Linked DNA regions of Mus musculus: all the other regions are linked to region 1. A link is a contact called in public promoter capture Hi-C data. All regions are on one chromosome and are shown on one strand. Each heading gives the region's core, a stretch centred on a gene start, on an enhancer-like site or on the middle of the called end of the contact. The rest is flanking DNA. Distances are from core to core; before and after follow the strand shown. Region 1 holds the start of Cln6 (ceroid-lipofuscinosis, neuronal 6). Region 2 holds the start of Uchl4 (ubiquitin carboxyl-terminal esterase L4). Region 3 holds the start of Smad6 (SMAD family member 6). Region 4 has its middle 60 kb from the start of Gm39359.

Region 1 (5,746 bases), core at 823-3,322:
AAGCCCAGCCTTTGCTCCTGCTCCCCTCCTCAGCTTCCCAAGTCTACCACGGGGCGGGGGGCACTGACACCTCGACAGCTGGGAAGCCAGGACCAGGCAGCAGCATCTGCAAGCCTGGGGGGCAGAAAGGCAAAGGGCTTGTCTAGAGAGTTGTGTACGGGGAGTAGAGAGAAGGGCTCCGGACATTTCAACAAAAATGAAGACGTGCAGACAAACAATGAGGAAAAAAAGAAAAGGTCCCAGAGACGGCTGTGGTGGCACTCACCTTATAGCACTCAGGAGGCAGAGGCAGGTGGATCTCCAAGTTTGAGGCCAGCCTGGTTCTACAGATGGAGTTCCAGGACAGCCAGGACTATGTAATAGAGTCCCTGTCTAAACACAAAAAGCAAAGACAGCTTAAATAATGTAAACACTGTAGCGTCGATGGACAGATAACAGGTAGAACAACCGTGACAGCCACAAATATGGAAGATGGTTTTGATCCCCTTAGTGCCGGGGGCAGCTTGTGGAATGTCTGCTGAACTTGTAGAAGGTTTTTGGGCGTTTTACAGCCTGAGCCTCAGTCTGGTCAGGCACCTCCTTACTGCACACTGGACCACTTCCTTATCAGTCAGAGATGATGACCTAATACTTAGAGTATAGGGACCCTCAAGTGACAAGAAGCTGCTCAATAATGTGCCTAAGGGCAAATCTGCCCTGATGACGTGTATATACAAACTAAGATGGCTACCCTGTGACTACGCCACGGAGAGCTCATAGGATGACCACCAGGTAGAAATGTTACCAGAGGCAGCACAGCACATGCTCAGAGAATTGCTCCCCAGTCGGAACTATGAAAAGGCTGCCCTCAACCCAGTCTCCCAGAACTTCCCCCACCATTCCAAACAGTGCCAGGGACTTCCTAAAATTCACCTGGTGCACATGAGTGCTCAAATCTCTCCACGGCTCTTTGGTACCTGTGGCATATGGAATATACATTTTTACCAGGTCACTCAGGTGAGGAAGGTAAGGGGTCTTTCCTGCTCAAAGTGAACAGCCTCCCCACCCAGAGTAGGTGCCTCCTCCAACTTCAGACTCTAGGGCCTTCTCGGCCAACTCTGGGACATTCAGGGCACTTTAAAGTTGGTCCAGCCCCTGTCGTTGATTTTCTCTTACACGTGTGACATGTCCAACACTAGTATGTATAGTCCTTGTGTTTCCTCACATCCTTCCACTGTCTACCATGTCCAGTTTCTGTGGCCTGGGAAGAACCACGACTTCCTGCATGCTATGCAGTCACTACCAACTGGATTACATCCCCCTAGAAACCTGCCTCTGCCTCCTGAGTGATGGGGTTAAAAGCATTGCCACCATGCCCGGCAGTAAGTGTCTGTCCTCTGCAGAGTCTTGTACTGTTCAACTCCAGAAAGCCCTCCAGAATTAGCTGTCACCTGCTTTGGCTCAGACTTTCCTGTTTGCCATCTGGCACAACGCTAGGCACATGACAGGTGTTTAATCAATACATGTGACAGGCGGGAATGCTTTGGTCAGTGGAGCGGATGGAGGCAGACTGGAGGAAAAGATGAAAGGGCGGGTTTTGCGCCTCTGGCTCTGCCCTGTCGAGCCAGATAAACCCCAAACATCTCCCCTCTGAGGGAAGGGGTCTCTCATTCAGGATGGGAGAGTCACGCTGTCCCCGGTTAACGGCCCACTTTCCCTGGGCCCTGAGCCACCGGATTCAGAGCAGAGTCACAGTCTTGCCCAGAGCAGGAGGTTCCTAAAAACTTGGAAGTGGCACAGGGACTCAGCCAGGCTGGCCGGGGTGGCCCCCGAGTAGCCTATCCCTGCGGTTTCCTTAACCCTGGCGAGGTCTCTCAAACTCTGGGGCCCCTCGCGGCCTCCCTGTCCCCGCTCCGCGCGCACCTGGCCTGCACGAACGCGACACCGGGGCCGCCCGCCGCTCCGAGGAGCTGCCGCCTCCGCGTCGCCGCCTCCATGGCCGCCACGCTCGGCCTCGCCTTCCGGGAGGAGAGACGGCTGCGCGGGCCGCGCGGAGCCTCGGCGCCCAACGCGGGGAAGGCTGGGCGGGAGAGAGGGAAGCGAGCGCGGGGCCCCAGGGCGGGCGGGAGGGGAGGGGAGGAGCTGGAGGCTGGAGGGGAGGAGGGAGGAGAGAAGCTGGAGGAAAGAGCAGGGGGAGAACTGGTGAAGGGAGGAGGATAGGGAGGGGCTTGGGGCAAGACCGGAGAGGAGGATGGAGTGTGGGGAGGAGGGAGGAGGAATGAGAGAGCGGAGGTGGAGGGAGACAGCTGGAGGGCGTGTTTTGTTTGAGAAGGAGGGGCCTAACTTATGTCCCAGAGGTCTTGGGTCTTAGTTGAATCTGCACTCCAGTGGGGAAGCCTGGCGTCTTGTTTGTTTGTTTGTTTGCTTGCTTTTGTTTTTTTCCTGGGTTCTCTGCATTTCTGCAGGAAGGAAGCCTTGCCTAGCCGGGCTTGAGGGTACTGGACGAAGGTGAACCGGGGACCTGGAATGACCAAGCTGTGAGGTCATCAGAAGACCCGGGGTCTTTGAGCCCTCCTTCCTCAGATTAAAGACTGCTCGATAAACTATCCACTGTGCTTTGATAGGTGAAGAGAATAGTGAATTCTCTCCTAGTTGGAGGACAACGAGGTGGTCCAGAATCCAGTCCTGGCGTTGGGGAAAGACACACACCCCTTCCTCATTCAATTGTGTTAAGAACCTCGTAAGTTCTGTGCAGGAACCTATGAGCCCTGTTCAGAAGCGCTTCTGTTCGTAGCTTCTGGTAATGGTGGAGGAAGTTCTGAGGGTTGTGTAGCCATAGAGGCAGTAAGGCCAAACAGGCATCACAGGAAGGATAGCTGACAGAGAAGTATGAACTGGAGACAGGAAAGAGCTCCAGGCAGAGGGAACGGCCAGAATTCCCCACACACCCACCCCTCCTCCTCCCACACCCTGTCCAGAGACTAGCTGGTATGGAGGAGTGGAAAGTTGTGTGAGAACCACGCTGCTCAGGGGAGTGAGAGACTGGCTGAGATGGGGGAGAGAGGGGTTTAGATTGGAGCCCCCAATCCCTGAGAACCTCAGGAAGGGCCCTGGCAAGAGACTGGCATATGTGTGCATTTCAGGCACAGCCCAGAGGCAGAACCAGAGATGGAGGAGGTGCAGCCTGTCGGGTACCAAGTTCTAATGAGGGTCCTGGACTGTATCAGTAAAGGGGGGTTGGGGGTGAGACATGCCCAGTGGTGTGGGAGCTATCTTCTTCGGATGCATGGCTGTAAGGGGAGAGGAGTTTAGATGTGACCAGGCGCTGCATCTAAGTGGGTGGAGCAAGCACAGGTAAATGAGACGTCATCTTTGGACCCACGAAGCTTTGGTTGGGTCAGGATGCTGTTGGACCCATGGGTGTGAAGCTCAGACGCCATGTCGGTCGGTAGGAGCCTGGCAGATAGATTGAGCCGCAGGAACATAGATGGCATCCAGAACCCAAGGAGACAATGTCCCAATGAGAAAAGAGAACAGAAGCCAAACATGAGAAGTATCTGCAAGGCACACTGTCTGGGGACCAGTGTCACAGAGGTCAGATAAATTGCTCGGCCTCTCCCAGACTCAGTTTACTCATCTGTAACAAAGGGTGAGCTATTTCATCTATAGCTTTGAGAAATGCATGAGCCTCTTGCAGACTATCTGGCTCTGTTGGGCTGGTTTTGTTGGAGAGCATGTATGCGTTCATGCACTTGTACATGTGTATGCGTGGTGTGGTGTGTGTGTGCACTCGTGTGTGGTGATTGTGTGATCTTGGAGATTGTGCACATGTACAGGCAGGTGCATGTGGAAGCCAGAGGTCTTCACTGGGTGTCTGTCTTGGTTGTTTCTCTTGTCTTTGGAGACAGGGATCTCACTGGGCCTGGAGCTTATCAATTTGGCTAGACTGGCTGGTCAGTGTGCATCAGAGATCCACCTGTCTCTGTGGATTACAAATGTGCTGCATACACCTGGGGATCCAAACTGGGGTCTTCATGCTTGTACAGTACCACTCTACCAACTGAGCTTTGTTATCTATATCAGCCAACTCCCAGACTGGTTATGTATATCAGCCTGTTCTGAGGTCCCCTTTTATGGTACAGGGGCATTGAACTCTGAATTTTTTTTTTTTTTAATGAAAGTTATTCTTCCTTACTTTGGTCAGACCTGCATGGACTGCTTGACCATGAGAGGCTGGGGCTCTCTGCCTCAAAATCATTCTCTTCAGCCCAGAGGCCACAACTAGATTGTTGCTGTGGTAACTACCAAATGCTACATTTGTTTCCATGCATTTTTTAAAAATTTTTCTTTATCTTATTTCCTTCCTTTTTTTTTTTTTAAATAGCATCCATGTAAACCAGTATAGCCTCAAACTTACTATATAGCTAAGGATGACCTTAAACTTTTTAAGTGTTTATTTATTATGTATAGTATTCTGTCTGCATATATGCCTGCATGCCAGAAGAGGGCACCAGATTTTATTACAGATGGGAATTGAACTCGGGACCTCTGGAAGAGCAGTCAGTGCTCTCTCTCAACCTCTGAGTCATCTCTCCAGCCCCGTCCTTAAACTTTTGATGTCTTTGTCTCCTCCCCAAGTGCTATTGAACTTTGCCCAGTTTCAAGACTCTCAGAAGGCAGCCACCTCTAGCCCAGCCCTCCTTCCATGGCTCTTTTTCTTTTATCTCTTTTATCTTGCCTATGTCATAACCAGAACAGGTGATGTCCTGATTTGGGAACAAACAACACCAACATCCTGAGCTGAAGTAATATGTTCAAGGTCAGCCAGTGACAGCATCCAAACCAGGTCCTCGGCTTAATTCCCAGGAATCTGGTCTGCAGATTGGTGCTGCTGTGGCTTCCCCACTCTGACCCCAATCTCTTCCCCTCTCTGTGGCTTTGCAGTGCTGCTGGGCTGCAAAGGGAGGGGCTGAGGTACCCAGATGTGATCATGAAGTTAATAACCCTTGGGTGGGCATATCGAGGGGGGAGCCTGTGACCCATTTAATCCTCCAATTACTTAAATACCAACAAATCTGCCTTCTGCCTGAAAGACCAGCTGCTGCCAAGGGGAGAGGAGTCCAGGCTGGGGGGGGGGGGGGCTTCCCTGGATGAGCAGCACAGCCCTGCCCAAATCTAATGGGAGTCACAGGCCTGCTCTTTCCCATCCTGCCAGCTCCCTTGAAGAACGCCATCTCCTTTAGCTCTTAAATGTCATGGAAGTATGCTGTGGAGGGTAAACGGAGTGTCAATTTCTGGGCACAGAGGGGCATGCATTTCAGGACCTTGCTTGTGACTTTATGGGGACATGATTCCTGCACACGGAAAGAGCAAATGGCCTCAATTCTCAGAGTTTCAGTTTCAGTGTCCAGCAATCAAATAATTTGTAGAAGAGCCCTAAAGGCAGAGTTAGAGTTAGGCTTTTCTTCTCTCTCTCTCTCTCTCTCTCTCTCTCTCTCTCTCTCTCTCTCTCTCTCCCTCCCTCCCTCCCTCCCTCCCTCCCTCCCTCCCTTTTTCTTTTTGTTTTGTTTTCCTACACCAGGTTTCTTTGTCTAGCTAGGCAGTCCTTAAAGTCAAGACCAGGCTCTTGTAGGTCACTCTGTAGACCAGGCTGGCCTCCAACTCACAGAGATCTATTTGCCTGCCTCTACCTCCTAAGTGCTGGGATAAAGGTATGCACCACCTTTGCCCTGCTCAAGTTTTCAAGATTGCACAACTTGAGTTGGTT
Region 2 (5,746 bases), core at 1,570-4,069, 1.4 Mb before region 1:
ATTGTTAAGACCTCTGTCGGATGTTGTGTAGGAGCTTGGAAGATAATGTTGAGAACACTGCAGAAGTTGGAGCTCTGGTGTGTGAAATTTCAGAGGGAAAATTAAAGACTCTTTTCAGGGCCATTCCTGTTTTGATTGTGAAGATTCTGTAGTTCTGGTTAGCTGGGGCTGAAGAATCAGCTGTGATTAACAAGATACCAGAACTACTAAAGCAAAAACTTTGCATTACTGGGACTATTGATGCTGGTTAGCTGGAGCTAAGAAATTAGCGGTGATTAAGAAGAGACCAGCATCATTGAGGTGACATCTTCTGGGAAGTATTTTCTGAAAGCACAGTGGCTGTGTTCCAGATATAGCCAAAGTTGTACCTTGTGCTGTGGCTGGACTTGGTAATGTGTAAGGGTCACCCAGGTGGTACTGGTTTTGAAGGCATGAAGGAGTTGAGCAGAGCAGCTGAGGCTTGGCACAGTGAGAGGCCATGGAAGGCCATTGGTGAAAGTGCAGCCTCAGTTGCAATTGATGGCCCAGGACTGAAGGGGTCATGCAGTGTTTTGGAGATGCCAGTACCATGAGATGACCACCAAGAGCAGCAGCAGCAGTGGAGTACAGGCATCTGGAGCCTAGAGGATGACTCGTGTGCTACAAAGGGCCTGGCTGGAGAAGTGACCCAAGCCCTTGGAGGAGCCCAGAAGATCGTGAGTTGGATCCCAGACATTGGACAGTTGGAGATTGACTTTTGCTTTTGATTGTGACTGTGCCCTGATATTTTCCCTCTTGAAGAAAGAAACTGTTTTAGTGGAGCCCACAGTTAAGAGACTTTTAATTGTAAAAAGACTTTGGATTTTAAAAGAGATGGATATTTTAAAGAGATTGAAATTTTAAGCATATGTAAAGACTGTGGGACTTTTAAAGTTATTTAGAATGGGGATGAATAAGATTGTAAGGGTTGAGGCTTACTAGTGATGTTTTTGTGTGTCAAGTTGACAAGGGGTCAATTGTACTGGCTAGTTTTGTGTCAACTTGACACAGCTGGAGTTATCACAGAGAAAGGAGCTTCAGTTGAGGAAATGCCTCCATGAGATCCAACTGTAAGGCATTTTCTCAATTAGTGATCAAGGGGGAAAGGCCCCTTGTGGGTGGGACCATCTCAGGGCTGGTAGTCTTGGTTCTATAAGAAAGCAGGCTGAGCAAGCCAGGTGAGGCAAGCCAGTAAAGAACATCCCTCCATGGCCTCTGCATCAGCTCCTGCTTCCTGACCTGCTTGAGTTCCAGTCCTGGCTTCCTTGGTGATGAACAGCAGTATGGAAGTGTAAGCCGAATAAACCCTTTCCTCACCAACTTGTTTCTTGGTCATGATGTTTGTGCAGGAATAGAAACCCCGACTAAGACAACTAGGATTGCAAAAATGTGCTGTATATCACTCATTTGTGTCTACTGATAAACCATGGTCACTGAGGGCTGCCAAGATGCCTTAGCAATTCAAGCCACCTGCCTGCTGATGCCCCTGGGAGCCACATGGTGGAAGGTGAGACCTGACTCTTGCTCAGTGGCACATGTGTACCCACAGACACATAAATGTAACAAAAGTAAAACTAAAAAATGTAGTCATTGAAGGCAAGGAAAGCTGCTTTCCCCAAGGACGGCGAGGCCTACGTTTCAGGAAAGACCGGGCTTCGTATCATAGTATATTAACATAGAGACTTTGGCAGATTATTATTCTTTTTTGTTTGTTTGTTGTTGTTGTTTATTTTTTGTTTTTCGAGATAGGATTTCTCTATGCAGCGCTGGCTGTCCTGGAACTTGCTTTGTAGACCAGGCTAGTCTAGAACTTGGAGAGCCACCTGCCTCTGTCTCCTGAGTACTGGGATTAAAGGTATACACCACCACTGCTGGGCTATTCTTGTACTAGAACATTCCTTCTACAACAGTTTCTTTTGCCTTGTTTGTTTGTTTGTTTGTTTCCACATAAAGTTTAATTAGTCAAGTTAATGAAAATATTAAAAATTTTGAGTTAGTTATGGCATCAGAAATTTAACTTTTGTTGCAAATAATACAGTATTTGGTGTTTCTGTCAAGATGCTATGCTGCCGAGAGAGCAATTGCATTAAATCTTAACTCATCAGGGTCACGTTCCATGAACTTCTTGCAAACTTTTATGACATCCTCTAACAACGTCTCATCGCTAGTTTTCCCATGGTTAATTGGAAATGGTTTCCATCCATCTAATTCATAGAGATGCCCATCTACATGTACTAACGCAATAAAATGAAGATCTACTTTTTCATCTATACTTGGTGCCTCAGTCTGACCTTCATGTGCACTGGTTTCATGAGTAACTCGAATAGCGTCATAGTTCTCCAGGTATTTGGCTCTCTCTTCAGGGCTCATTGATACAGACTCCTCCAGGAACTTTTTCAATGTTGACCCTGATTCAAAGTGCACCTTGTCTTTGTTGTTTGCAATGGCATGGATTAGTCCAATCGTTCCAATCGTTCCACAGGCATTGCTGATGGTTTGTTTCATAAAATATACTGATGATGTCACATCTTGTCCTTGAGATTTTATCTTTTCTTCCTCTTCTGTTCTGAAGACTTCATACTTTTCTGTGATAGGGAAGAGGAGTAACACTGCGCACACTGGTCTTGGTATGATGCTAAGAAGTTCAGACTCCATCCCGTACACATCAACAAACTGCCAGTTAGGATGCAGGCCTAATTGCTTGAGAAACTGGTTGGTGACCTCAGGGTTGGCCTCCAGTGGCAGCCAGCGTTGACCCTCCATGACTGCTCCGTCGGCCTCTCTCCAGCTCTGACCTTGCCTTGTTTAATATTGGTAACTAAATAACTCCTGGGTTAACCATAAATGGAATTTGTTGCATCCCTATTTCTGAGTGTGGTAATTAAAAAAAAAAATCTAAGCCATTTTCATATTAAAAAGCCTTACCATCTTTAGCAGGGAAAGATAAGGGGAAAGAGTTGGAAAAGTACCAGAAACAAGTGACAGGTGTTTTGGTGAGTTATGTTTCAGCTTGCTCTCCAGTCACAGGAGGAGTGTAAATTGCTGGTGATCATGTGAGGCAGAGGGGATGGAGGGTGAGCGGAAATCAGTGGTTCCGGAGGCACCGACCCTTCCATCACCAGAGGCTTGCCCACTGCTGGGGACCTGAGACAACTCCTGGGCAAGTTGCTTTCCTGATAGACAGGGCTGCCCATGGGGACTAAGGCTTGCTTTAGTCTTCAAGGTAATAAAAATGGATGTGTGCAAGAAGACTAGTAGGATGGAGTCCAAAGACTAAAGAGGAACTGGAGAAACAGCTGGCATTCACTGAGGGCTTTCTGGTCTCTGTAGTCACGGATATTCTACAAGAACGGTTACCAGAGTCCATTGTACCAGTTGGCGATGTGAAGCTCAGGGAAGCTTAGTAGTTTCATAGGGTTGTATAACTGGTAAGCTGTGGATCTAGGTTAGAGCCTAGGTCAGGCCTCGGCTAACATCATTCCCCACCCCACTGTGTAAAATGCAGGAGGATTTTGTAGTGTTGTACTTTTCTAAACTAGACATTACCCACATATAGCTATTTATATCTAAATTAACTAAAATTCAGTACAGTTTAAATACCAGTTTCTCAGCCATACTAGTTACCTTTAAAAGCCTTATTGGCCACTGTGGCAACTGTTTTGGGCAGCATACATGTAGACTATTTCTGTCATTGTATAATGTCTGTGAGTACTGGTCTAGAAGTCAACCATCTTGTCCTTTAGTTAATTCTTGCCCTTTTGCTTTGCAAAGGACAAAATGAAGGATGAGAAAAGAGGCAACTCATTCAACCAAAGAACACAGTTGATCCAGGCTCTTAGCCTGGCTGCACAGTGGAGTCTCCCGTGCCCTCTGTCTTTCCTTAAAACACAAACCGTAGAATTTAGAAGTAGTGATTTTTTTTTTTCTGTGCCTCCAGCTTCACTCCGTCTCTCTGTTGCTAGATTCTTTCTTCTGAAGCTTTTCTCTCAAGTTCAAAGGGTATATCCGAGTTGGCTTCCCCCAAGGAAATAAAAGATGTTTGTTGGAAAGGAATTCCACGCTTAATATATGAAGCGGCCCTTGGATCCCTTTGCTTCCTTCTTTGCCTTCCTTCCAGGCACTTTGTAATTGAACTTGCAGCTGCTAACCATCTGTCTTCCAAACAGTTCAGATGACAGAGGTTTGTGTGCCTCAAATGCTCGCAGCTGCCTGTTATTTGCTGTCCACATACATGGCATTTGTGTAGGCCAGATAGAATTAGATTATGACCAAAATGACAGTGGATCCCAGCATAGTGCTGGGATTGATTATAGGCATGTATCATCACACCTCGCCCCAGATTACAGTGTGGTTCTAATTCGTTTGTTAAAGATTAAGATACTTAATGTTCATTGAACTGATATTAGATATGTATCTTGTATACCAGGTACTGGTTTGCAAGATAGACTTTCTCTCTCTCTCTCTCTCTCTCTCTCTCTCTCCCTCCCTTCCTCCCTCCCTCCCTCTCTCCCTTCCTTCCTTTTTAAAGATTTATTTATTTATTATACATAAGTACACTGTAGCTGTCTTCAGACTCTCCAGAAGAGGGCATCAGATCTTGTTACAGATGGTTGTGAGCCACCATGTGGTTGCTGGGAATTGAACTCAGGACTTCAGAAGAGCAGTTGGTACTCTTAACCACTGAGCCATCTCTCCAGCCTAAGACTTTCTTTCTTTATTGAGGCAGAATTTACTATGAAGCTTTGATTGGCTTGTCTCTTTCTCCTAAGTGTTGGGACTCATAGCATGTCTCAACATGTCTGATCCTAAATGGAATTTAGGTGAAAACTGAAAAATGGGGCTAGATGTAGTGGTGCATGCTTTTAAGTTCAGCCCTTGGGAAGCAGAGGCAGGTTGGTCTCTGTAATTTCAAGGCCAGACTGATCTAAGTATCATACTATAGGCTAGTGAAGGTTACATAGTGAGACGCTGTCTGACTTACCAAAAAAAAAAAAAGAAATCTGAAAATTGCATTTAAATCTTATCTGAATTATGTTACTAGTATTTGCTATCTATGCATCTGCCTATTTAGTCTTTGAATTCAGTAAAGGCTTCTTTTAGATCTTAGCTCTGAAGTAAATTGAAGAATCATGTATAAATGTCCCTTGAGTCAAGCTATTAAAGACATTTAAATTATACTCTCCAGTGTCTAAATGGCAGTCTGAAGTGTATGTGTGTGCCTGTGGGGGATGGGCATGTGGGAGTAGAAAGGAGGCATTGTACTGAGATAATATTTTTAGGACGCCAGTGTAATTAGCAGACTTGGGGTTTAGAAAATTGCCCTTTAGAAGCTGAGAAATTAAAGTTTTGGGTTTCTTCTTAAATAAATGTTAAAGCTCCATGCCTGAATATGTTCGGAGCGATTAAAGTGGAGACACTGGAATAATGGAAAGTATCCAGAAAAGTCTCCTCCCGGAGTACAAAGACAGGAAGAGAAAGGACTTTAGTGATGATGGGAACAGCCGGCCGGGATCTCTTGGAGCTTTGACAGCTGATGATGTGGGTAGGAGCAGAGTATCCAGAGGAGCACTGTTCTGGGTCTGGTCTGTCTAATTTCTAGAAAGTTGAGATGGGCTGAGAATTTTTGTTAGCGGGCCCAGCTCCATAGCTACAGGATGGCCTCAGGAGAGAGCCGTGCTCTCCTCGGTGGTGCCCCTGTGGGTGCAGGCTGTTCAGTGCAAAGTCCAGC
Region 3 (5,746 bases), core at 2,182-4,681, 1.2 Mb before region 1:
CTTGGGATCTCTGCCCTTATGGGCCTTTATTTCAGGGGAAAGAACATGGAACTGTGCTGTTGTAAGTGGGGCAATACTGAAATGAGGAATCATGGAGTGCTCTGAGGAGAGAGAGGAAGGAGGGGACAGGTGTGAAGCTAAGGGGTCAGCTACTTCTTCCTGGGTGACTTCCTGCAACTGCAGAACCTTGACGATAGTTGCAGAACCTTGACGATGGGAGTCCAGCCTTCCTCCTTTGCCCTCTCTTCCTTATATCCCAGGGACTCCCAGCCTGGCAGTTTAGTAGGGTGGAGGTCAGAGCTGCCACTCTGCAGGTCTGTGCAGCTGGCCACCACTGCACACACCCTCTAGTGGTTATAAGGTGTGTCAAGTCCTGAGCTGGATGGGCCTGAGGAGGAGCAGCCCTCAGCTTTGGCAGCTGTCCCTAGCTGGCATGATGATTGCTATTCCCATTTTACAGAGGATAACCCACACTTACCCAGTTGGAGAAGTACCATAGTAGCATCAGTCCTAGACTCAGGCTTACCAGACTCTGGTTGTAGTGCAGGGGGCATCCTTTCTAGGCTACATTACCCCACCCTATATCTATCTCCTAGTGAACATGGGCCAAGAGGCTAAATTTTGCTTAAGTTAGCAGCCCTCTTATTTATTCCTTTATTTAATTGTTCGTTTCATGTGTGTTTGTGGTATATGTGTTGTGAATGTATATATATGCCTGAGGCCAGAGGTTGACATTGTCTGCTTGACTACTCTCCACCTTCCTTATTTATTTAGGAATGAGAGAGCTCCAGGAATCTGCCTCTGTTTGCCCCTCCCCCACAACCTCCCATATCTCAATTCTGGGTTTGCCAGCCAGCACTGCTGGGCCTCCCCCCCCCCCCCAGGGACCACTGGGCATCCAATTCAGGTTGTCATGGTGAACACTTTAGTGATATCCCATCTCTCCAGCGCCTAGCTTAAGGTAGCAGGCTTCTTAAGGTCCTGTTTTAGTCTCTCCTAGCCTGGTATACCTCAGGGAGAGATGCTTGTGCTCAGAGTAAGGAGCAGGAGGGACAGAAAGTCTCAACTCATACTCCTCACCAGGAGTAGGGATGTGGGGAGACTTCTGTAAGGATCCTCCCCTACTGTGAGGGAGGCCTTGCAGATTGTCTACAGGCAGGGAACTCTTTCAGGAGTCTTGGTGTCTTTGACACTCATACTTCTTTCTAGCTGGGTTCAAGTCCCACCCGATCAGGGATGACAAACTTGTGCAGGCTATTGTGTCCAAGGCCTTGGCACTCTATATAATGGTGGTTGCCAGCTACCCTCATCTCCAGAGTCTTGTAGTGGGGAGTTGTGGCCTCCGTATGAAATGTCCATCCAGCAGGTCTAATAGAGGCAGTACCATGCACCTTATTTGGGAAACCACACACCTAAAAGCGATGTTGTGACATCACATAGTTACATGCCTCTCCCTGCTGTTGGGGAGTGGGGGTGAGAACTTGGAGCTCTCTGGTTTTGGTGTCTTAGTGCTCTCAATAGGTTTCAAATTAAATGAGCAAGTTTCTGTGCCTCAGTTTCTCATCTGTACACAGAGAAAATAAAACCCATTAGCTGTTTAGGCTTGAAACTTCTGCTACCATGGTAAAGAGCTCAAAGCATCTGCTCTTATTGTAACCCAGAGGCAAGGCAACAAAATCTTCGTAAGAGAGAACATAATTGGCTTCTCTTTGTATTTATTATTTTATTTTGGGAGACTTTCGGAGACAGGGTCTTACGCAGGCCCAGGCTGGCTTCCAGGTCTCTGTGTAGCCCAGGAGAGCACTGAACTCCTGATTCTCTTTCCTCTACCTCCCAAGTGCTGTACTCATGGGTGTGCACAATCCTGTAGGCTCTCTTTGCGTTTTAGGATCATCAACTTCTTCAGGGATGAACGGAAGCTAAAAGACAAGTTTGTGTGGGCGCTTCTTGCCCACTTTTGATGTATGCACTTATTAGTAAGGATTTCCTAGAATCTTGAGAAACCAAGGCCAGGACAGCTACTCATATTCACCTTGGCCAAAATAGTGAAGGGTGGGTGTGACAATCGGCCCTGCAGCACTGGAGTACCTGGCTCCAGGTAAGACTCAGGGAAGTAGTCTGTATCTTTCCTACACACACGACCCTTCCCCCAGCGCACTTCCAGACCCGTTCCTGGACTTGCACACCACCTTCGCTACAGCAGTCCAGAGCACAGGTATCCTAAAGGGGATCACAAGTCCGCGCCCCATCCTCCCCACTCCGCCTCCCGCGGGGTGCGGCGTCAAGCCCCAGGCCAATGAGAGTAGCGGAATTTCTTTCATTGAGCTCGGGGCCCCGCTCCTGCCCGGAAAGGGGCGTGGTGCTGCGCCGGGGGTGGGGCCGCGGCGCGCCAGGGGAGGGCGGGGCCGGCCCTGCGGCTGGGCCAATCGGCGCCACGCCCGGGAGGGGGAGGGGGAACCAGGCCTTTTTTCCCCTCCGCGCGGGGCCAATCCTGACTTTACAAGCTTGAACTTTTGCCACCCTCGGACTAGCAAGCACGCCCGAGGAGGTACCCCGCCGCGCCGGCTCCAGGGCAGGAGCGGCCTTAACCCTTCCCATGCCGGGTCCCCAAGTCTGTCCCCAACTTGCCCCCGTTTTTATAGTGAAACATAACTGGGGAAAGCACGCCCCTCTATCACTCTCGAAGGGGCATAAGGTAAATCCTCGAAGGGAGAAGAAAGCGCCTGGCCTTGAGAGGAGCCTAGGACGCCAGGAGGGAGAGCCGGGGCGACCAGGAGGAGCCATCCAAGAGCACTCCTGCCTCTACCCCACCCTGTCCAAGTCCCCACCTCGGGCTATCCTGGAGCTCCCTCGATCACCCGCCCCCCAGTGTAGCCTAGGCGGAGAGACCCCTAATTTTGGGCAGGGGGTGCGTGGAGCCTTCATAGGACACGGAAGAAACCCGCTATCCCAACTTCGCCGCCGCCCCCCAACTCCCCAGAGACGGAGGGCAGGAAGGCGCACACACACGCCCATTTTTATTAGCCCGCGCTGAGGCTGGGGGTTTGGACTGACTCTAAAGTGCTATGCGCGTTTGCAAGTTTGGGCACAAGCCAGAGAGAGGCAAAGGGCCGCCTCGGAGTCCGGGTCGCGGTGGGTTCACCCAGCAGAGCTGGGCATCAGGGTGTGAGTGTTTGTTAGCGCGTGTGCGGGACGGCTGGTATCCGTGCCCAAGGCACGACGTGAGCTTGAGAGTGAGTCGCGGGCACTGTCAGCCTCGGGGCGGGGGTGCTGGGGCGGGCGAGGGGCGGGGGCCCGCGTTCGGCCCGCCCCGGGAACCAGCCCCCTCGGAGCCTCGGGCTCAGCAATGGGACGTGTTCTCCTTTAAGAGTTAAGAAACTTGAAACCTTGTTTGCGCAACAATCAGCGCCGCGGAGCCGCCAAAGTGTCTAGACTGGCATATGATGGGAGGCAGCCAATGACTCCGCGGCGCTCCTCCGGGGGCCCTCAGTGTGCGTTTGAGGAGAACAAAAAAGAGAGAGAGCGCCGAGAGGGGGAACGAGCGAGGGAGCTGAGTCCAGAGAAAGAGCCGCCGGGCGCTGCCTCGCCAAACCTCGCTGGGACCGCGGGGCCACCAGGAGGCACTTTGGTGAAGGGGGGGGGGGGCGACCTCGGCAGCCGCGGCGCCCGAAGCGACCCAGCGCAGCGTGGGGCGGGCTGCGACCTCTGCTTCGGTGGATTGCATTTTTAATTAAGGATTCCTAGCAGCTCTTTGGGATTTTTTTTTTCCGGCTTCCACTCATGTGTTGACACCCGCGTTCAGGAGAGACTTGCCCCAAGTGCACCGAGCGCCCGGGACCTGAGACGGAATTGCTTTTCGTGCGTGCAAAATCCAAGCATTTTGAGTTTTGTTTGGGACCTTTTTCTTGCTTTGCTTTTATTTCTATTTTTATTTTGTTGCAGGGATATGGGAGTTATCCACAAGCCTTAGTTTCGGATCCTGCAGGGAAAGCCCATGTAGCATAGCTTGGCTTTTGAAGGCAGAGTTGTGCAGACACATTTGGGGGCACGACGCAAGCGCTTTGTGCTCGTGTACCAGCCGCGCAACTTTTGAAGGCTCGCCGGCCCATGCAGGGTGTCTCTAGCATCGTTTCGCTGGTGGCTTCCCTAAGGCTCCAAAGCAGCTGGAGTTGAGCGGTCCCGGCCCATCGTGATCCATGTAGCCCGCTGGTCCCTCGCGGACTGAGGCTCAACACGCGCGTGTTCCCGGCCCGGCCCGGCCCGGCTTGGCCCGGCGCGAGCTCCCTCATGTTGCAGCCCTGCGGTGCCCCTTCGACGACAGGCTGTGCGCGGTCTGCACGGCGCCCCGCGGCAGAGCTTCATGTGGGGCTGCGGCCCGCTCAGCCGGCGCCTCGTTGAGGGAACGGACCCCCGGTAACCGGAGACCGCCTCCCCTCCCACCACCCCAGGCGCCAAAGGGTATCGTATGTTCAGGTCTAAACGTTCGGGGCTGGTGCGGCGACTTTGGCGAAGTCGTGTGGTCCCTGATCGGGAGGAAGGCAGCGGCGGCGGCGGTGGTGTCGACGAGGATGGGAGCCTGGGCAGCCGAGCTGAGCCTGCCCCGCGGGCACGAGAGGGCGGAGGCTGCAGCCGCTCCGAAGTCCGCTCGGTAGCCCCGCGGCGGCCCCGGGACGCGGTGGGACCGCGAGGCGCCGCGATCGCGGGCAGGCGCCGGCGCACAGGGGGCCTCCCGAGGCCCGTGTCGGAGTCGGGGGCCGGGGCTGGGGGCTCCCCGCTGGATGTGGCGGAGCCTGGAGGCCCAGGCTGGCTGCCTGAGAGTGACTGCGAGACGGTGACCTGCTGTCTCTTCTCCGAACGGGACGCAGCAGGCGCGCCCCGGGACTCTGGCGATCCCCAAGCCAGACAGTCCCCGGAGCCGGAGGAGGGCGGCGGGCCTCGGAGTCGCGAAGCCCGCTCGCGACTGCTGCTTCTGGAGCAGGAGCTCAAGACGGTCACGTACTCGCTGCTCAAGAGGCTCAAGGAGCGTTCGCTGGACACGCTGTTGGAGGCTGTGGAGTCCCGAGGCGGCGTACCGGGCGGCTGCGTGCTGGTGCCGCGCGCCGACCTCCGCTTGGGCGGCCAGCCCGCGCCACCGCAGCTGCTGCTCGGCCGCCTCTTCCGCTGGCCAGACCTGCAGCACGCAGTGGAGCTGAAACCCCTGTGCGGCTGCCACAGCTTTACCGCCGCCGCCGACGGGCCCACGGTGTGTTGCAACCCCTACCACTTCAGCCGGCTCTGCGGGCCAGGTGAGCGTGCGCAGGGTCGCCTCGACCTCCGACTCTACCGTCCTGTTCCCTTTCCCTTTCCCAATCTCTTTGTTGGATACACTAGGGATGCTCCCCCCCTCCCGACCGCCCCCCTCCCCCGGTACTGGGAGCCTGCAGGGGATTGAGGAAAGTTGAGGGCTAGATGTCTGCAGTTTCAGATGGTAACTTTATTTTGTGGCGCCGGCGAAGTGAGAAAGGGACACGTTCGGGTTTCCATATGCAGCCTCTGGGATTTAAAGATTGCAGCTCTGTGAAACGGGATAGTAAGCCATGGAGAGGCTAAAGGTGGAAATGCCACCTCTCCTTTGGGGACTCACCTCAGTCGGTACATAGCTTTTAGCATTTGTAAGCATATCCTATACCCCTGATCTGCTCTTCCCCACCCAGGTAGGTATGGCTGTGAAGCTGTCAGTAGGGAAATCACGCCTAACGTCAGAAGT
Region 4 (5,746 bases), core at 1,237-3,736, 1.0 Mb before region 1:
ACCCAGGTTCGATTCCCAGTACCCATATGGTGGCTAACTACGTTCTGTAATTCTAGTTCCAGGGGTTTAAAGCCTTCTTCTGGTGTCCCTGGACACTGCATGCATAAGATGTACTTACAAACATGCAGGCAATCACTCAACACATAGAATAAACATAAAATCTTCTTCAAATGATTTCTTATTACAGATGATAGAATATAGAATCTACATCACAGCCATAGGCTACAATCTTGTTTCAAGCCTTATATTGTTTTCCTGCCTCTCACCCACAGCCCAGGTCTGATTGACAAAGTTTGGTCACTTTAAGTCTTCAGAGGCTTGAATTTCTAACATCTACTGAGAACCGGAAAGTTATGCTCCTTGCTTCAGGGACTTGGTAGAGCCCTGGATATAGAAGCACTCTAAGAAAGAGGCAGGCTCCATGTGTATGTGTGCATAGAGGCCCACAGGGCTATGTCCTAGGAAGTTAGAAGGCTGAGAGCCAAGCCTGGATCCCCTGCTGAGCAGTCCAGTGACATTGTTCAAGCCATCCAGCCCTGTGCAGGCACACTCCTCAGTTGATATAATCGACCCCTCTCCTTCCCCTCCTCTTCCTCCTCCTCCTTCAGATTTATTTATTTTTACCTGTATGTGTGTGTACCTACTTGTCTGTATGTGCACTGTGTGTATTCAGTGCCAATGGAGGCCAGAAGAGGGCGTCAGATCCCATAGAATACAGACAGGCGAGTTGCCATGTGGTTGCTGGCATGTGGTCCTCTGCAAGAATGGCAAGTGCTTGCAACTGCTAAGCAGTCTCTCCAGGCCTGTGATGACATTGTTGGCAATGCCCAACCTCTACAACCTATAGACACAAACACACAAGGTATGACAGACTGTCAAGTGTCTCAGAGAGGTTAAACCTTTGCCATAGTTTAGATCTTGAGTGTTGGAGGCTTGGTTACCGCCCGTGGATCCTTTAAGAGGTGGGCCTGGTAGGAGAAAGTTAGGTTACTAAGAATATAAGCACCTAAAGGGAATGGCAGTACCCCCGGCACTTCCTGTCTATTTTGCTTCCTGTCTGCCAGGAAGCCATTTGTTTGTTTGTTTGTTTGTTTCTGCTATGTGTTCCCACTATGTGAGCTTTGTGTTCCCACTATGTGAGCCTCGTTACAGACCCAAATGTCCACGAGGCTAAGAAGCCCCAACCCAAAATCACTGAAACCGAAACCATGAGCCATGACAGACCTTTCTTCCGTACGACTTTATTTCAAATCTCAAGTATTTGTCATAGTGCTGGAAAGGAGGCCGCCAGCGTCAGTGTGATTATGCCCTGTTGAGACTATACTCTCTTCAACTATGGAAGAAGTTTGAATGCAGGAGCTCCTGGTCCCTCTTTTATGGTCTCCTGGGGACAAGCCAGGACTGTTGGTGGCCAGGTCTCCCACCTTGAACTCTCTGTCCTTGCTTTTTTTCTCTGCATCCTTCAGTCAGGCCAGAGCAGCCGCCAGTTCCTCTTCAGCTGAAGATGCTTTCCCTCCCATAGCTAGGCCAGTACAGGTGCACCATGGGAAGGCTATCTTAGCACCTGCATTTTATACATTCCCCCCTCTTACCCCACCCCCTGCCCCCACAATTTACAGGTGTGGTCTGGAGCCTGCCCACGGGGATGTTTCTCCAGGTGACTTTGTACTTAATGAAGCTTTGCCAGATGATCAGAGCCGGAGTGAGGACAGAGCGCAGACCTGGTCCCCACCCCCACCCTCTATGGGGCAGCTCTGGTCCCCACCCCCCACTCTCTGTGGGGCAACTCTGGTCCCCACTCTCTATGGGGCAACATTCTGTGGAGTCCCAGGGTAAAGCCTGCCAGAGACACCAAATCCAATGGATGTCCGACCCTGCTACAAAGTAGCAGAATCACTTAAGAGCTTTCAAAGATTCAGGCTGGGGCTGGCAAGATGGCCCAGAAGGTCAGGGTGCTTGCCACCAAGTCTAATAGTCTGAGTCTCATCCCTGAGACCTGGTGGAGGGGAAGAACCAACTCCCACAAGTTACGTTCTGATCTCCCACATGCATGCCACCATATAGCCCTCAATAAATAATGGACAGATTAAAAGTTCAAGGATCCCCCGACCTTGTCTTGGAAGGGTCAGGCATGGCAAGGTTTATGTTTTAAAGCTTCCCTCAGGGACTCCTCATGGTCTGGTGCAGAACCCACTGTGTGTGTGTGTGTGTGTGTGTGTGTGTGTGTGAGAGAGAGAGAGAGAGAGAGAGAGAGAGAGAGAGAGAGAGAGAGATCTGCTTTTTATGACTAAGGAGAAACTTGTGGCCCAGATGTTTCCAGTCAAGTTCAAGGTCATGCTGGCTCTGGGAGTTGGCATGTTGTTGGGGTGAGGCTGCTGCAGGGGGCCCAAGGCGTGGGGAGGGAGCGCTGTGCCACATTCCAGAACAGAACTGGCTGTGAGTAGCTCAGAGAGAGCTCCAGTGCCAGCCTGGCTGAATGGATAATTAAACAGACAGCAAGATGGCATGTGGGCGCCCGCCCCTCCCCCCAGCTGGCTGGGGGATAATACACCCTCCTGTCATCAGAAGGAGCAGGAAGAAAAGCAACTGGGCCTGGCTGTTGGCCATTTCACAATATTGCTTTTGTAAACAAGTTGAAAAAATCCAATAACTGTAAAACTTATGGCGTGTCCTAAAAAGTCTGTCGCCATTTTCCCCATACATGGATGAATGTTTCCAATCCAAGTTGTTCTAATTAAACAGTTCTGTCCCTTTGGCAGCTAGACCATCCTCCAGGAGGGTCCATGATGCCTTGGGCTGAGGGTGGCACTGTGGAACTGTGTACAGCCTTAGTGATTTCTGTTTGATTAGTAGTTGGGCTCACAAGTCCTCCAAAGAATAATCAGCTCCGACACAGAGGCAAAGTGGGAAGATGGAAACGGCAGTGGAGCCTCTCAGAGCTCAGTGCTCTGGGCGGAAGACCCAAAGCTGTTGAGTGTGTCACTTAGAAAAAGCCACGGCGGGTACAACAGAGGGCAGGATGTCTAGTTCCTGCCCAGAGAACCTAAGGCTCCTGACTGGGAGGGAACACACACACACACACACACACACACACACACACACACACACACACAAACGCGTGCGCACACACTCATACTCATGCTTACATCTATACACTCACACACATAATTATACACTCTAAACACTCTCAGACATACACTCACACAAAGATGCTCACAAACTCACCCACTCACTCCACAGTGAGATTTGCACATATACCATGAACACAATCTCACCCCACATTTATGCACACTATCTTCTACTAACAACTCCCTACACACACTCCTATACTCTTCCATGCACATACACAGTCTCTATCCCCAGCCATCACACATCCACACACACGTGTGTTCATTTATAATCATTCTACACACATTTACTTCACCCTCATATACACTCATGCACCGCACACTCACTTACACCACACACACACACACACACACACACACACTCATGCACCCACAGAGAGAGAGAGACATTCATTCACCCCACACTCACTTACACCACACACACACACACACACACACACACTCATGCACCCACAGAGAGAGAGAGACATTCATTCACCCCACACTCACATACACAACACACACACATACACACACACACACACACAGACACTCATGCATCCCACACTCACATACAACACACACACACACATACCAGCTCACACACTCATATTCTCTGAACCCATTCACACAGTTATATGCACTTGTGTTCCCCACCCATGCATGCACTCACAAGCTTACTCATCATTGCTCTCACACACATACTCACACATACTTGGACAAGACAGCCATGAGGAGGGAGCCAAGTACTCAGAAACAGACCCTGACATACATTACTAGGGGCTTTTGAGGGGAAATCCCAGGTACTCAAGGCGTCAGGATTCCCAAGGCCACCTAGTCCCCAAACCCTCTCTCACCTCTGTCCCTCTTGCCCATCTGCCTGGAGCTGAGCCACCCTCACGTGTGTCCTTGCAGGACTGACCTCACCCCAGGATCTGGGAGCAACTTTCTATCAGTCCAATTAGCTGGCCACAAGCCTACAAGCTACTAAGGGCACCTCAGCCCTAGGTATTTATTTGCTAGGGAGATCTGCATATCCCAGGAAACAATATTAATTAAAGATTTATTTTATTCTTAATTTCTGTGTTTATGTGTGTGTGTGTTGCACGTGCATGTGCATGAAGGTGCTCTAGGGAGGCCAGAAGAGGGCATCGCATCCCCATGGAACTGCAGCTACAGCCAGTTGTGAGTCACTCCATATGGGTCCTAGCAGGGGACCTGGGGTCCTCTGAAGGAGCCGGAGAGCTAATGGTGATTTGAGCCATCTCTTCATCCCCAAGGAAACACAGTCCTAATGATAACAACTTTCTAAGAAGCCTTAGTCAAATTCACATGGTGTGGAATTTACATTGTAACCATTTGAAGTCTGTAAAGAGTGTCAGGTTAACATTGTTGTGCCACCAACCTCCCAGGTTTTTCTTTAGTTTCCAAAGCCATGTCTGTGACCTCCATCTGCCCTTTCCCCATCTGGCAACCCCTGTCCTTCCTTCTGTCCCTGTGACTTTAAGGATTTCAGGGACATTATATAAGCAAAATCATTCTGTTTTATCTTTTTGATTGCTACAATTTCACTGTAGCAAAAGTTCTCAGTCATAGCCTGCTGAAAGGAGCAACGCATGAGGCCAGGTCTGGAAGGCTCTAAGCACACCGTGACCCCCTTTTTCCTGGGGACACATTACTTTATCATCAATGAAGTGTGACAGAGTCAGACTCTGGCCAGCCAGGCAGGTCACCTGAGCTGTGTGGAGTCCTCACTGTGTGGATCACAGGGACATAGCCGACATGTAGGCCACCCAACTGAACTCAGCCTCTAGCTTCCTGTCCCTAACGGGGAGGCTGCAGGGTTGGATCTGAGCACAGACCCTCTGATCACATGACTGATTTCCTCACACACCCTTTTACCTCAGCTCTGATCACCTCAGGCTGAGACACCTCAACCAGTAGAGGGTGTTCTCTGTGTTCTGTGCTTGTGAGCTGCATGGGTTTCTTTTTCTTTTTCTTTTTTTTTTCCCCTTTTTTCTTTTTGGTTGTTCAAGACAGGGTTTCTCTGTATAGCCCTGGCTGTCCTGGAACTCACTTTGTAGACCAGGCTGGCCTCCAACTCAGAAATCCACCTGCCTCTGCCTCCCGAGTGCTGGGATTAAAGGTGTGCGCTACCATGCCTGGCTCTGCATGGGTTTCTTATGAAGTTTTGATGCCTTCAGAGATCCTGGGTCACTTCCAGGCTGTCTCTCTCCCCCTTCCCGCTGCCCCCCCTCTGTGGTGTATGTGGTGTGTGTGCGTATGTGTGGGGTGTGTGTGTGTGTGTGTGTGTGTGTGTGTGTGTGTATACCAGCTCACCAGGCCCTTCTTGTTTAACCCCCTTCCTTAAAATGGCTCCGTTTTCCTAGGGAAGAACTGAGAACAGCCAATCTGCTTCTCTCAAGGGATAAAGATATCTGGAAACCACATCTTCTCCTCCAGAGACTGACTATTCGGGAGGCTCAGAAGTTGGAGTCTCACAGTGGTTACCAGGAGAAAGGCTGTGACTTGCCTGGGGCCCAGGGTCTATGGCCCAGTACAAACACCAAGAGATCGGTCTACGCCAAGAACCCATGACTGCCCAGATCTGACAGGAAGGACTTTTGCACACACAGCTC

The links. Promoter capture Hi-C pulls out the DNA fragments that hold promoters and counts their contacts.
Region 2: a contact with region 1 is called in a promoter capture Hi-C map of liver, with 2.2 times the contacts expected there. The contact joins the promoter of Uchl4 here to the promoter of Cln6 in region 1. A contact is called at or near these places in 2 of 39 promoter capture datasets (both in liver).
Region 3: a contact with region 1 is called in a promoter capture Hi-C map of pre-B cells, with 2.1 times the contacts expected there. The contact joins the promoter of Smad6 here to the promoter of Cln6 in region 1. A contact is called at or near these places in 3 of 39 promoter capture datasets (the C10 cell line, liver and pre-B cells), 1 of 484 Hi-C or Micro-C datasets (embryonic stem cells) and 4 of 115 datasets of contacts at active chromatin or transcription factors (embryonic stem cells, epiblast stem cells, extraembryonic endoderm stem cells and 1 more).
Region 4: a contact with region 1 is called in a promoter capture Hi-C map of hippocampal neurons, with 5 times the contacts expected there. The contact joins the enhancer-like site here to the promoter of Cln6 in region 1. A contact is called at or near these places in 5 of 39 promoter capture datasets (the C10 cell line, embryonic stem cells, erythroid cells and 2 more), 1 of 15 datasets of contacts at CTCF or cohesin (large pre-B cells), 12 of 484 Hi-C or Micro-C datasets (B cells, CD4 T cells, the N1E-115 cell line and 8 more), 7 of 115 datasets of contacts at active chromatin or transcription factors (T-cell acute lymphoblastic leukemia, embryonic forebrain, embryonic stem cells and 1 more) and 3 of 9 other capture datasets (adipose tissue, embryonic stem cells and liver).

Annotation. Positions count from the first base shown.
Region 1 is chr9:62,835,111-62,840,856 of GRCm38.p6, reverse strand. Cln6 (ceroid-lipofuscinosis, neuronal 6) reads right to left here and starts at 2,072. Exons shown (of 7, transcript NM_001033175.3): 1 at 1,903-2,072. The coding sequence starts at 1,976.
Region 2 is chr9:64,232,274-64,238,019 of GRCm38.p6, reverse strand. It overlaps Uchl4 (ubiquitin carboxyl-terminal esterase L4), which reads right to left and starts at 2,819. Exons shown (of 1, transcript NM_033607.1): 1 at 1,658-2,819. The coding sequence starts at 2,781. The coding sequence ends at 2,080. All of the region lies in intron 1 of Map2k1 (mitogen-activated protein kinase kinase 1), which reads left to right.
Region 3 is chr9:64,019,744-64,025,489 of GRCm38.p6, reverse strand. It overlaps Smad6 (SMAD family member 6), which reads left to right and starts at 3,431. Exons shown (of 4, transcript NM_008542.3): 1 at 3,431-5,285. The coding sequence starts at 4,466.
Region 4 is chr9:63,853,306-63,859,051 of GRCm38.p6, reverse strand. No RefSeq gene overlaps it. Among named protein-coding and RNA genes, the nearest start is that of Gm39359, 60 kb to the right of the region's middle. Within about 2 kb of position 2,486, at least 10 of the 459 cell types and tissues checked have an H3K27ac peak or open chromatin away from gene starts, as enhancers often do. A contact at or near this core is called in hippocampal neurons, where this site is marked.